Linked DNA regions of Zea mays: all the other regions are linked to region 2. A link is a contact called in public Hi-C data. All regions are on one chromosome and are shown on one strand. Each heading gives the region's core, a stretch centred on a gene start, on an enhancer-like site or on the middle of the called end of the contact. The rest is flanking DNA. Distances are from core to core; before and after follow the strand shown.

The links. A called contact is a pair of places that touch in the nucleus more often than the background predicts.
Region 1: a Hi-C map of tassel shows a contact between it and region 2, with 2.0 times the contacts expected there. The contact joins the promoter of LOC100382436 here to the promoter of LOC103639049 in region 2. A contact is called at or near these places in 2 of 25 Hi-C or Micro-C datasets (endosperm and tassel).
Region 3: a contact with region 2 is called in a Hi-C map of leaf, with 8 times the contacts expected there. The contact joins the promoter of LOC100276042 here to the promoter of LOC103639049 in region 2. A contact is called at or near these places in 6 of 25 Hi-C or Micro-C datasets (bundle sheath, ear, leaf and 1 more) and 1 of 3 datasets of contacts at active chromatin or transcription factors (seedling).

What each region holds. Positions count from the first base shown.
Region 1 is chr9:129,296,531-129,300,474 of Zm-B73-REFERENCE-NAM-5.0, reverse strand. LOC100382436 (Nuclear transport factor 2 (NTF2) family protein with RNA binding (RRM-RBD-RNP motifs) domain) reads right to left here and starts at 1,510. Exons shown (of 9, transcript NM_001175178.1): 1 at 1,318-1,510; 2 at 924-976; 3 at 698-835; 4 at 55-600. The coding sequence starts at 974. It also overlaps the pseudogene LOC103640277.
Region 2 is chr9:129,110,674-129,114,694 of Zm-B73-REFERENCE-NAM-5.0, reverse strand. LOC103639049 (vacuolar protein sorting-associated protein 52 A) reads left to right here and starts at 2,675. Exons shown (of 20, transcript NM_001358890.1): 1 at 2,675-2,742.
Region 3 is chr9:129,333,891-129,338,006 of Zm-B73-REFERENCE-NAM-5.0, reverse strand. LOC100276042 reads left to right here and starts at 2,511. Exons shown (of 4, transcript NM_001412696.1): 1 at 2,511-2,807. The coding sequence starts at 2,745. It overlaps LOC100382287 (SPFH/Band 7/PHB domain-containing membrane-associated protein family), which reads left to right. Exons shown (of 9, transcript NM_001175037.1): 8 at 1-57; 9 at 140-617. The coding sequence ends at 220.

The sequences.
Region 1 (3,944 bases), core at 261-2,760, 190 kb before region 2:
TAAAGCAGAAAGCTTTGTAAAACAATAAATCAAACAGAATGTTAAATGACTCACAATGGATGCATAAGATTTCTTAGTAACATCCATCTGAGTTGGAGGGGGAGGAGCAACAAGTAGGGCCTTCTTTGGATCCTCTTTGGGCACTTGCACAGGTGGCTGGGTATTATCATTACTTTCAATGGCAGTCCCATTAGCAGAAAGATCACTTATTTGCTTCTCCGTGACATTACTATCAGCTGTCACATGGTCTGAGATCACACTCCCATCAGCTGGAATAGGTTCTGGTAGTGCTGAACATGTTTCAGATGCAGGTCTAACATTCTGACTGATTTCATTTTCTTGAGTAGCAACTTGATTTATCTCAGCTGGTTTCCTTTCCGAAATAAATCTAAATACATCAGTGAGAACAAAATAGCCACCACTTTCTTGTGGTGCTAGGAAGAATGACTGGGTAAACCTACGGAAAACGCCTTCATCCGAAGTCAAGGAACCAGTAACAACAATGAGCACCCCATCCTTGTGAGATAATTGTGCATCTGCAGTCTCTATCTCTGTTAAGCAGTTCCTGAAGTCCATAGACATGATTTTTTCATTAATATCCTGCACAGAAAAAAAAGTGGTTCCAAGAGTTAATCTCAACTTCAGATAACACGCCTATTGTATGAATAAGACCATAAATCTCCATATGTGAACTTACACGCATAGTGGTTACATATGCCATAATTCCATTGGAATCTGGTCGACCAAGAATACTTGAATCTTGGTAAAACTTGTGCACTTGATCTGGTTGTTCGTGTAAAATGTGGTAATATTGCTGAACGAAAGCGCCACTTATCTATAAACAACAAAAATAACATCCAGCAATATTTGTAAGGATCTCATGCAATGAATTGAAACACAGGACACATGAGAATATAGATTACCACGTGGGGACTTATAGGGTGGTTTACTGGGTTCCCTGCTTGCCCTGCCATTTCTGAAGGAGAATAAACAAATTAATGCGTTGCACAATAGTTATTCCTCACAAGAACCACAAGCACAAATGCATCTTGTAGAAGTGGACAAATAAGGATAAAAAAGGAATTAAAAAACAACTGAGGGAAAGAACCAGGGTCCGAAAAGCGGCACTAAGCGCACGCTTCAGCGCTAAGAGGACGGGTAACGCTTGGCATAACCGCTCCCAAAGCGGCGCGACCGCCTTGGTGGAGCAGCGGCTGCTAGCTCCCGCTGCCCTCAGACCGCGCGCGGCGCAACCGCCGGGGCCGAGCGCCGTTGATAATCCACCGGTGGCGGGAGGAGAGAGAGAGAGGCACGCACGCAGGGTCACCGGCCGGTGTGCGGAGGATCGGAAGCGAGGGCGCGAGACGACTGGCGAGAGGCGGGAGAGGAAGCCGCTGACGCTGTAGCTGAGATCCCGAGCCTGAGCGCCGCCGCCGACGCCTGTGTGCCTAGCGCGACTATGAAGATGGGAGATGAAGAAACGGCGGCGGCTGTGTCCCTTGGCTCGAGCGGTGAAAAGGTTAGGGTAAAGAAACGTGTGGTCTCGTGGGACTTGACTTGAGTTTGTGCTGAATTTATAGGCTTGGGCCACAAATAAAAGTCCGTACTATTATTTTTTATTTTTATTTTGTTAACATTTTGATAGATCATCACATAATTTATTGTATGCTGGATACTTTGTTTTAGAGTTAGTTTAGAAACTTTATTTTTTTTAAAGGATTTCTATTTTATAAAGTGAAAATAAATTATTTTTTAGAAATTTAAAAATTTCTTAAAAATTAGGGTTTCCAAACTATCCCTTAAAAATAAATATTAGATATCAAAAGATAACTTAAAAAATGTTATGACCATGTGCTCCGCCGGGAGCCTAATGACTCGCCCATGTGATGGGTCTGTTTTATCTTTCTTCTGACCAGTTTTTCTGAGAATTTAACTGTGAAGAGAATCTAGTTATGGAAAGAATTTGAGTATCGTGGAGATTACGTGCAGAGAAAGATAAAGTGGTCTAAAGGGTTTAAGATCTAGAAAGCGACGGATTCCTACTATCGTGATAATTCGACCGATTTTGTATTCATGTTTATTTTTTATGGTTTTTACCAAAGTGATTCTTATAGAAGTTAACTAAAAAACTGGAGCGTTTGACGGTCTACAATCTCTACAACTATTAAGAAGCCATTGTAGACTGCCCCCGCCCCTGCCCAACGCACAGCCCCGCGCGAAACCTCCGCACGCCCGCCTGTCCTCCGCATCCGCCGCGAATCTCGCACCCCTCAAGCCCGCACGCCGCGAAACCTCCGCTACCGAATCGATCTCACGCCCGCAAGCCAGCCCTCGCGAACCCCGCCGCCGCCGCCTGCGCAAGAAGCTGAGGAGGGCGTTCACACCTCACCCCTGCGCGAACCCTACTCGATCTGCTCGTCGGAGAGGGATGACGCGTCCGAGGGGGCCGTCCTCACCCGTTGCGGCTTCTCGACGTGGGCATCCATGACGGCTCTCGCGATGCCCTACAGGCCCGTGTTGCGGAGGTCCGGGCGCCCCATCTCCTTCGCCGCGAGTTCGGCCAGGTCCGGGCGCCCCATCTCCTTCGCCGCGAGTTCGGCCAGGTCCTCCGCGTTCGCCACCTCCAGCCCGCTGCGGCTTCTCGACGTGGGCGTCCATGACGGCTCTCGCGATGCCCTGCAGGCCCGCGTTGCGGAGGTCCGGGCGCCCCATCTCCTTCGCCACGAGTTCGGCCAGGTCCCCCGCGTTCGCCACCTCCAGGTCGTAGTCGTTCTCGAGCCCACACCGACGAATGTGTAGTCCGGGTCGCTGAGGAACTCATCCAGCGTGTTGGGGACGTAGTCGGCGTGAAGAAGCTGGAAGATGAGGCAGCGGCGCCCGACACAGAGCTGGTGGATGGCTGTTTTGCTGTAGGCGCCGCTAAAGCTGGGGCGCCACTCGACGTCCAGCCCGACGCGTTCGCGTGCCACCCGCACCGCAGGTCCGCGACTGCACCCCTTCTTCCCCCCCACACACTGCAACCGACCCCGCATAGGTCCGCCCCCCTCGCCGCGAGGCCCAGGATCAGAAGCGGCGGCCTCGCTCTTGCCGCTCATGCACGAAAGAAGCCCCATCGAGCCGAAGGCCGCGCGTCACGTTCCGGCCCTCGACGCCGTGCTCGACTCACATATTCAGGCGAAATTCGTTGCTTGGGTGCAGGCCGGTGGGCAGTGGTGAAGGCGAAGATGACAGCTATGAGATGGAGATTGGGTTGCCCATGGACGTGCAGCATGTGGCGCACATCACGTTCGATAGGTTCCATGGGTTACTTGGGCTTCCCTGTTGATTTCGAGCCGAAATGCCTCGCCTGCTCCCAGTGCGAGGCATGCCTCTTCGCCAAATTGATATCGAGCTCATGCTTCCAGAAATCTGATTTTCTTTTTTCAGAATTTACTTATGCAATAACATGAACTCTTTTCTAGCTCCAATTTTAGTTTTAGCTTGGATGTTGTTTGCACCTTTTCCCCTTCTTCTAATTCAAAATATATGGGCAGCAGTTGCACAGATTATATTATGTTTTGTTAGAAAGTTGTAAAATGTAAATGATGTTTGCTTGACATGGGGGTGGTTAAAAGTTTTAATTTGATGGCATGGTTGTTTCAGTACTATAGTTTTGATTCATGTCCTTTTGTTTGTGTTACAGCCTCCATGCTGTAGCAAGGTTGTTGTGGAGCGTCGACCACCTCGACCTACAGCTCAAAACTATGTAATGCTCCTCTCCTGCTCCACCTCGACCTATATGTGCTAGTGTGGCGCCTCTACAGTCTCTCTATTCATGTTTGATGCTAGCAGAGAACAAAACTAATGAATATTAAGCCTTTTAGAGATCAATGTCAGTATATTCAGAAAGCAGACCATATTCAGAAACCCAGTACTCTGTGGCCGCTCCTCTACCTGCTCGACTC
Region 2 (4,021 bases), core at 1,426-3,925:
AATTGGCATCTGAGTGCTAGGATCTTGGTATAGGCAATGGGTCTCAGTATACCTATAAGTAGGTCTACAAAACAAAATCTGCCTTCGGTTCAAAACTGAATAAGGTTTAACTTGTGCCTATTGAAAATATACAAGCTCCATGTCACTTAGGTTAAGGATAACAGAAACAAGTTAGCGACGCAAACTGCTTGGTCCGTATCCATCAGGTGGTCATAATGGATAGTTGCGACATATGGGCTTAGAATAACTCCACTTGAATTTGTGAGATATTGTTTGTTTTCATGTAATTGTTGTGCACTAATATTGTATCGGATAATTTGTGTACCAAAACATAATCGTATGAATTTTTTGAACAATTCTTTGCGGTGGGAGACATCTGGTGTCAGTTCAGTACCTTGAACAAAACAAGAACTGCCCAAGAAGAAACACAAAGAATAATCTTTACCAGCTCAACAATATTGGTAATAGATATGCGAATAAATTACCGGTTAGAAGAAAAGCCAAGGAATTGCTATTCACCGACCTGCTCCCTGCATGAACTCACTACACGCAAGCACAAACACGAATGGGATGAGACATAAGGACAAAGAAACTGGTTTAAGCTATACACTACCACCAGTTACATTTTAGCAGAAAATCATCATGGGTTGAGAAGACAGACACTCACCATGGCACGACGCTTGGGGGCAAACCCTAGGAAGCCACCGACCTCAATGCCCGCCCTGCTTCCTCAGGTACGAAGCTCATAATGCCCATCCCGCGGTCAGGAGAGGAGCGGACGGATCTCCAGTGCTTGGGCTTGGGCTGCGCCAGTGGGGAGCGGTCGTCCTCTCGATCCCCCATTGGTGGAGCATCTCGATCCCAGGCTGTCTGCGTCGAGGCCCCAGAGCTACGTCCACCGGATCTGGATCCCGCGGGAGCGAGTGGCGCGGCGGTGGGAAGGGAAACCGAAGGGAGCGCCGAGTAGAAGAAGTCCTGGCGGCCGCCCAACAGAACCCGCGCCTTCTGGTTCCCGCCTGGTTGTCGAACGAACAGAGCAGAGTCAACGAGAAGAGAAACCGAATAGACGGGAAGGGAAGTTCTCCTCAGTCCTCACCTCCACCTCGGCCGCGCGACCCGCGATGGACGACGATGGAGGCAGCCACCGGATCTGGATCCCGTGGGAGCGAGTGGCGCGGCGGTGGCGATGACGTTGGGGGAGGGGCGGTGGAGGCAAAGGGAGGAGGGGAGGCGGAGAGAGGTCGCGTCGGCGGTGGAGGCAAGGGGCGAGCAACGTGGCAGAGAGGAACGTGCGGGGGGAGGTTAGGGATTGGGTGGTCGCGCGGTGGAGAAGGATGGAGCGTGGGAGATGCAGACACACGATGCGATATGGACGGTCCAGATACATGGATGGCAGAACGGCAGAACGAGGGAGGCAGACTACTCTTGCTCTCTTAATATGTTGTACAGATTTGTTTAGTTTTCTGGCACTAACCTTCATATATGTCAATGTTGTTCTAATTTCACTTTGTAAATCTGCTACTATGTAGCAGAAAAGATAACAATAAAAGATCTAGACGTGTGTGTGACCAACTTTAGTTATTTGACGTTTTTTAATTAGTTGTTTGACGATTTTTAGTTTTTTTTGCTATTCCTACCAATTTTCAGGTGTAAGTGCACATTTCCGGGCTTACATACAAGCATAGGAGAAACTACAGATGGACATAGCAACTTCCACTGATTTGCTTGGTGTTGAAACCAGAAGCACAGGCTTCATTTTCTCCATTGGAAAAGAACCTATGAAAACCCGTCCTTCAGTGTTTGCTCTGGGTGAACGAATAAACATTTTGAAGGCGAAGTTATTAGCACTTCCATTCAGATGATGACATAGGCCCCGTTTGGTTAGGGGTGACTAAAATTTAGTGACTAAATTTTAGTTACTTTTAGTCCCTAAAGAAACAAACATGGTGACTAAAATGTGGTGACTAAACTTTAGTTCTTTAGTCACCAAGGGGTGACTAAAAGGGACTAAAGTAATATTTTTACCTTATTTGCCCTCTCAACTTTCTTCTTATAGCAAACATCCATTAATTAATAGAGGTAAAACAGTCATTATTCACAGCAATTAATGCTCATTAGTCCGGTTTAGTCACTGGAACCAAACAGAGTACTTTAGCGACTAAACTTTAGTCATTAAAATTTAATCTAGTGACTAAAGGAACCAAACAGAGCCATAATGTTTAGAATTTTGAAGTTCATAAATGGCTCAATCATGGTAGTGGGAGCTTAACTCAGTTATTGTGCTACAGGGTGCATATATCCAGAAGTTCTTACACTGTTAATAAGATGTTTAATTTGTAGACAAAATTTGCCATCGTAGCATAGCCAATATGCTCAGTCTGAACTGTTTGATTATTTTCATGTCTGGAGATCTCAGCTTCTTTGTATCTGTTGTTGCACCCATGAAGCGGTAACAATTTTTTTCGAAAACGAAAAAGGAAAACCATTATGCGTTTCCGAGTATCGAGCGTCTCCTTGACGCGGGCGCCCGGGGCCATCTCCACCGTCAGTGGCGAGATCGGACGGCCTGCTGGAGGTGTTGGGCCCATCCGTCCCCGGGTACTGGGACCACCGATCCCTCTTCAATACAAAACCAGCCGCAGTTCTCCATTTTCGAGCGCAGAAGCGAGAGAGATCCGGAGCAGCCGCAGTCCCACCGACCTCGCCGCCGGTCGCCCTCCATCTCCTCGCCGCTGCCTCTCGGTAAGGCCCTTTCCTTTGCCCGCTCAACCCTCGGTTCGTTGTCTCGCTTCCATGTCCTGATTTGCGCCGTAAGCGCCCGAATCTAGCCGCAAGGTTGAGATCCGCGTCCATTTCTGGCTTCCGAGCGTCCGCTGCTTGTCGGTAGACGCGGATCTGTTGAATTTTGTGACTCACCGTCGTCGATCCGCAGGGTATCCCCTCCCTAGGGACCGTGAATGCGTCTGTTGCGGCTGTACGCATTAGATTCTTCGGAGTATGTTGCGGCTTAGATTCTCCAGAGAAAGATGAAGATCTGTTGTGCATTGCGGTCTTCGGTGGTTGATCCGTCGATTTTTTTCGTTTCATGTTGTGTCTAGGTTAGACCTAATTGTTTAGGTAACCTCGTATCACTGGATGCGCATCTCCCCAGTGTTAGTCTCAAAGATACTAACTTACAGAGTGACTTTTCTCTAAAAGTGTGCATACAAGTTTTGAATACTTGTATGAGACATGTACTTGGAACTTTTAATTTCAGGATACAACTTATAGGATAATATCACATGAGTGTGAGCATTACTCATAGGTGATATTTAGGAGCAAGTCATCTATATTTTAAACTTTGACATGTATTAAATTGAATGATACCAATTGATAATATGAAATACCTCTTGAATAATGTTAATACCATTTGTTAGAAAACTAGAAGAGCTATATGCCAGGCTTCTAGAGAATTTTAAGATCATGTAGGTTTGCTCTGTATGAGTGAAAACAAGTAATTCTACATACGGTATATCCAAAGTGTATGTCTGCGAAAAATATAAACTGATCATGCTAGAAGCCTAGAACATATGGGTATGCGTGGTTCAATATTTTTACCAGCTTTTCTGAGAATCTGGTTGTGGAAATAATCTAAATATCGTGGGGATTACATGCGGAGGAAGATAAAGCGGTGCAAAGGGTTCAGGATCTAGAAACCGACGAGTCTAAGTTTCTTCACTTTCTAAATCCTAAATCCTGTGGATGTTTTCATCTTCCTCCGCATATAAGCCTCATGATATCCAGATTCTCCGCATAACCATATTCTTCGGGAATCCAGATTCTCAGGAAAACTTGTTCGAAAAAATGAACCAAATGTGGCCTCTGTCTTATCCATATTCTCGAGGAATCTAGATTCTCAAAAAAAAAAAAACTTACAAACATGCCCTCTGTCTCATGTTCGCGTCCTATAATTGTAATCGGCGAGGAAAAATAACACTAGGATTCAATGACACAAGGCGACATGCCTGTTCACCTCGAGGTT
Region 3 (4,116 bases), core at 1,262-3,761, 220 kb before region 2:
GAGCTGAGGTTCATTGAATCAATTGCCAACAACTCAAAGATTTTCTTTGGTGAAAAGGTATTGACTCGGACCTGCTATGTACTGTTTTTTTTCTCAATGGTTCCTCAAGTCATGGGCTGAGCTGTGAACTACTCTGCAGATTCCTAACATGATCATGGATCAAAGGTTGCTCAAGAATTACCTTGATGCTGTTCCTAGGAAGGACCATTATGAAATGTAGCCGCGGGTTCCGTGGGTTGGAAGCAGAAGTCTTTCTTTTTTGTGTGATCCCACGCAGTAGATAGGATTACCGTGTAGCCGTCCAGTATACTAGTAAGCCAGAAAGGAGTCATCAGGATCCTCTTGAAGATGAAATTAGCAGTCATGAGATCTTTGGCTTGTTTTGTGTAGTAGCAGCATTAGGGCACCTGGAGCATTCGCATGTGACCGACAGTGATGCAACCAGTGCAAATCCTGTAGTCTTCAAAACTGATGGTCAAGGCCGCTGGCCTCCAAACCCAGGTAATCTCTTGAAAAGGATCTGGGTTATAATTTTTGACTGATGGGCAGAACAATTTGTAGCACTGCTGATGCCAAAGTTTTCTCGATCATAAATGTGCAAGTTTGCTCCCTGACTTAATTATGTCTCTTTTTTCTGCTTCTTGCACACCACCTGATCGACTGCAGAACACTCGGTGCTTCTACTTAAAGATTTCTCATGTGATGTACGCCTCTACCTTTCCTGTCTTATAGGCCTGCCACACAAGCTTACTAAGAAACTAGTATAATACTTTTGTGTTGAGACAACAAAAATCATATTGGTTGGAGTAGGTTAGGTCCTACTAACAGTGTAACGGATGAGCGACAAAATCATATTGGTAGGAGTAGGTTAGGTCATACTAACAGTGTAACGGATGAGCGACATGTGAGGGTCTGGAAAGACCATGACCCGTAAGTTACTTATATATAGTCACTTAAAACACATACTTAAAACACATATGATATGTGATAAAAAAAAATAGAATGTATAAGTTGCTGAAGATAGTCTAATCTTTGATGTAGTCTCCCTACAAAAAAATACCCATAAAAAATAAATATATCAAAACAAATATATAGCCCATATTAAATGGAAAAGCTCTATATAACCTCTCGAACTTTTAGAGGGTAGTCTACTTCATCACCCCATCTTTAAAATTGATTGTTTAACCTCCTCATTTTATAAAACCAAAAAAATAACAAAAAAATAATTTTTTGATGGTTTTGATGACATGATACTGATTTAAATGATACAGTTTTATCTTTTTCTGTTTTTTGTCATGTAGTGGTATCTAAAAGTTATAAAATTCTTCAAAAAAATTGACAATTAGATATTATGTTTGTCCTATTTTTTTTTTAAATTTTAGAAGTAATAGCTTCATTATTAAAAATAAAACTACATAAGACAAAACTGCTAAGCACAAGTTATTCTACTTAAGTGTTAGCCGGTGGTTCAAATTATATATTTAATAATCAAACGCATCAAATTGCTAAGCAATAAAAATCAAACAACGCTCGCTCGTAGATGTGACATAACGTCTTTATGCAGAATTATAGCAATAGAGAATAGAGTGGCGTTAGACCCATTTGGTTTTGGTTTGAGGGACTAAATATTAATCTCTTTATTTTAGTCTCTCCCTAAATAGTTAAAACGGTGGAACTAAAACAAGAACTAAACTGTTTTAGTCACTAATCCCTCAAAGTGTGACTAAAAAGGATTCAACCATATTAATTTTATCCTTTACCTCTATTTTTTCAATTGCACTAGTAGCAAAAGAATGTTAAGAAATATTTTAGTCTTTTTATAAGTCATTTAATATGTTTTAAATATGTCTAGTCTCTGCAACCAAATAGGATAGAGACTAAACTTTAGTCATTTAATCCCTCAACTAGTCACCTCGCACAAAATGAGCAGGAAGGTTGAGTCACTCACATTCTCTTCATTTTTTCTCATGCTCGCACTAAAGTCTATTATACCTATATGAGCTAGAGTATGCATATATGAGCTGAGTAGTGCTTCTCTAGGCAATACAGAGTTTAATTATAGTATGTATAAATGCATTTTTAACGAGTAAAACTATGTGTCGCTTATATTGTTGTACAGTACAATGTACGGTTGTAACATGGCTACGTTTGTTATATCTATACCCGTATGGGCTGATTTGGTGACCGGGGATCCCGAGGGGAAGAAATCCTCTTGCTATTCAAAATTGAATTGCGAGGGGATTCCTCCCCCATGGATCCCTTAGGGATCCCTAACCACCAAATCAGCTCTATAAGGTGAAGAGTGAATGATCGTACCATTTTAAGTAAGGGGGTGTTTGGTTTCTAGGGACTAATGTTTAGTCCCTTCAATTTGTTCCATTTTAATATATAAATTGACAAATATAGAAACTAAAATAGAGTTATAGTTTCTATATTTGATAATTTTGTAACTAAATTTGAATAAAATCTAGGGACTAAAAATTAGTCCTTAGAAACCAAACACCCCCTAAGTAAGATAGTTTTTCACTCTATCTAGCGTACCGAACTACCTATCCTATCCCCTCGCGTCGCATCTTTCCTCTCGTAACGCGTATCAGTGCCAACCAGGCAGCCATCGCCGCGGCCCTCGTGCCTCTGCATCGCGGCGCGCCTTGGTGCTCCATCCACGTAATCCCTGAGGTGCGGCACAGGCGTGGAGGTATCTCGGCAGTCGGCAGGGCGGCTGGAGTTCGGTCCCAGAAGAGATGGCGGGGGGCCCTGATGTCGCGGGCTTGATCGAGGATGATGCGGTCTCCGTCATCACGGAGGTAAACGCTGAGAGATCTCGTGATGGACTCAGGTTGTGTTTTGAGCGAAGTTGCGAAATTGGTAGGTCCGGTTCGTGGGGGGATCGAGGGGGGAAGTGGGGCCAGTCTATCCGATCTTTAGCTGAGGCAGCACCTGCTACATGAAAGTATATGGTACAATACAACGGCGCACGGAGGAGACTACAGAGGGTAATCGATCGATGTGCATAGTGTCGTTTGGCTCTGGAATCGAGCGGGTCCGATTGATTGGTGAGTAGTTCCTCCCAGACCGACCAAATTGAGGATAGGTACCCCATTTTTCTTAACAGGTTCATTAGCATATTAATTGCCATGTCTAGGAAAATTTCTACACTCTGTTACAACTACATAGAGGGTCCCTAGAAGTCTATAAAAAAGTTTCCAAAAATTGATATGCAGTAGTCCGGCCGCACGCACTTGAACAATAATATTCCAGAGAGGCCCTCCAAAGGTGCATGGAGGATGGACCAGACACAGCATAGCCTTCTGAACAAAGGATTTGGCCTTTTTGGTTCATGTCCTGCCATGCAATGCAACTCAGGAGCCAGACATTCATCTGCACCCAGGCACAGGAAATCGGACGGCTGAGCTTGCAACCAAACAGACCCTTCGTGCCCATTTGTTCTTGCATTGCTTTTTTTAGTTGCAGACATTGACCCTTGTGAATGCCATGTTGAATAACCCTTCAAAGGGCTTGTTTGGTTCAACTTTTTTCTGACCAGCTTTTCTGAAAATCTAGCTGTGCGGAGAATCTGGCTGTATAGAGAATCTGAGTATCATTAGGATTACGTGCGGAGGAAGATAAAGGTGTCCATAAGACTCAGGATCTAGAAAGTGATGGATTCCTACTATTGCAACGACTCAACCGATTATATGTTTATGTTGATTTTAAATGATTTTTACCCAAACGAATTTTATATAAGCTGACTGAAAAGCTAAGCGTTTGGCAGTCCGCAGCAGCTTTTGGTGGCCAGAAGCTCCAAAAAGCTGAAACAAACAGTGGCAAAGTTCACTAGGTTATACTGTAACGAGATGACCAGCTGTTTCAGTGGATTTAATTTTCTTTGGATGGTGAAGGTGACACTTGACTTGTGGAAAACGACTATATGCTATCCATGTGCCCGAACCTTGATTTGTGGATTTTGTTGGGTTTTAACTCTATCCTGTCCCAACTTGCTTGGGACTAAAATTTTCTGTTGGTGCTGCTGCTGCTGGTGGTGAAGGTGACACTTCTAAACTTATTTAGTAAAGTGATTTGTTTTTACTGTGTTTTATCATGGTGGTCCAACTT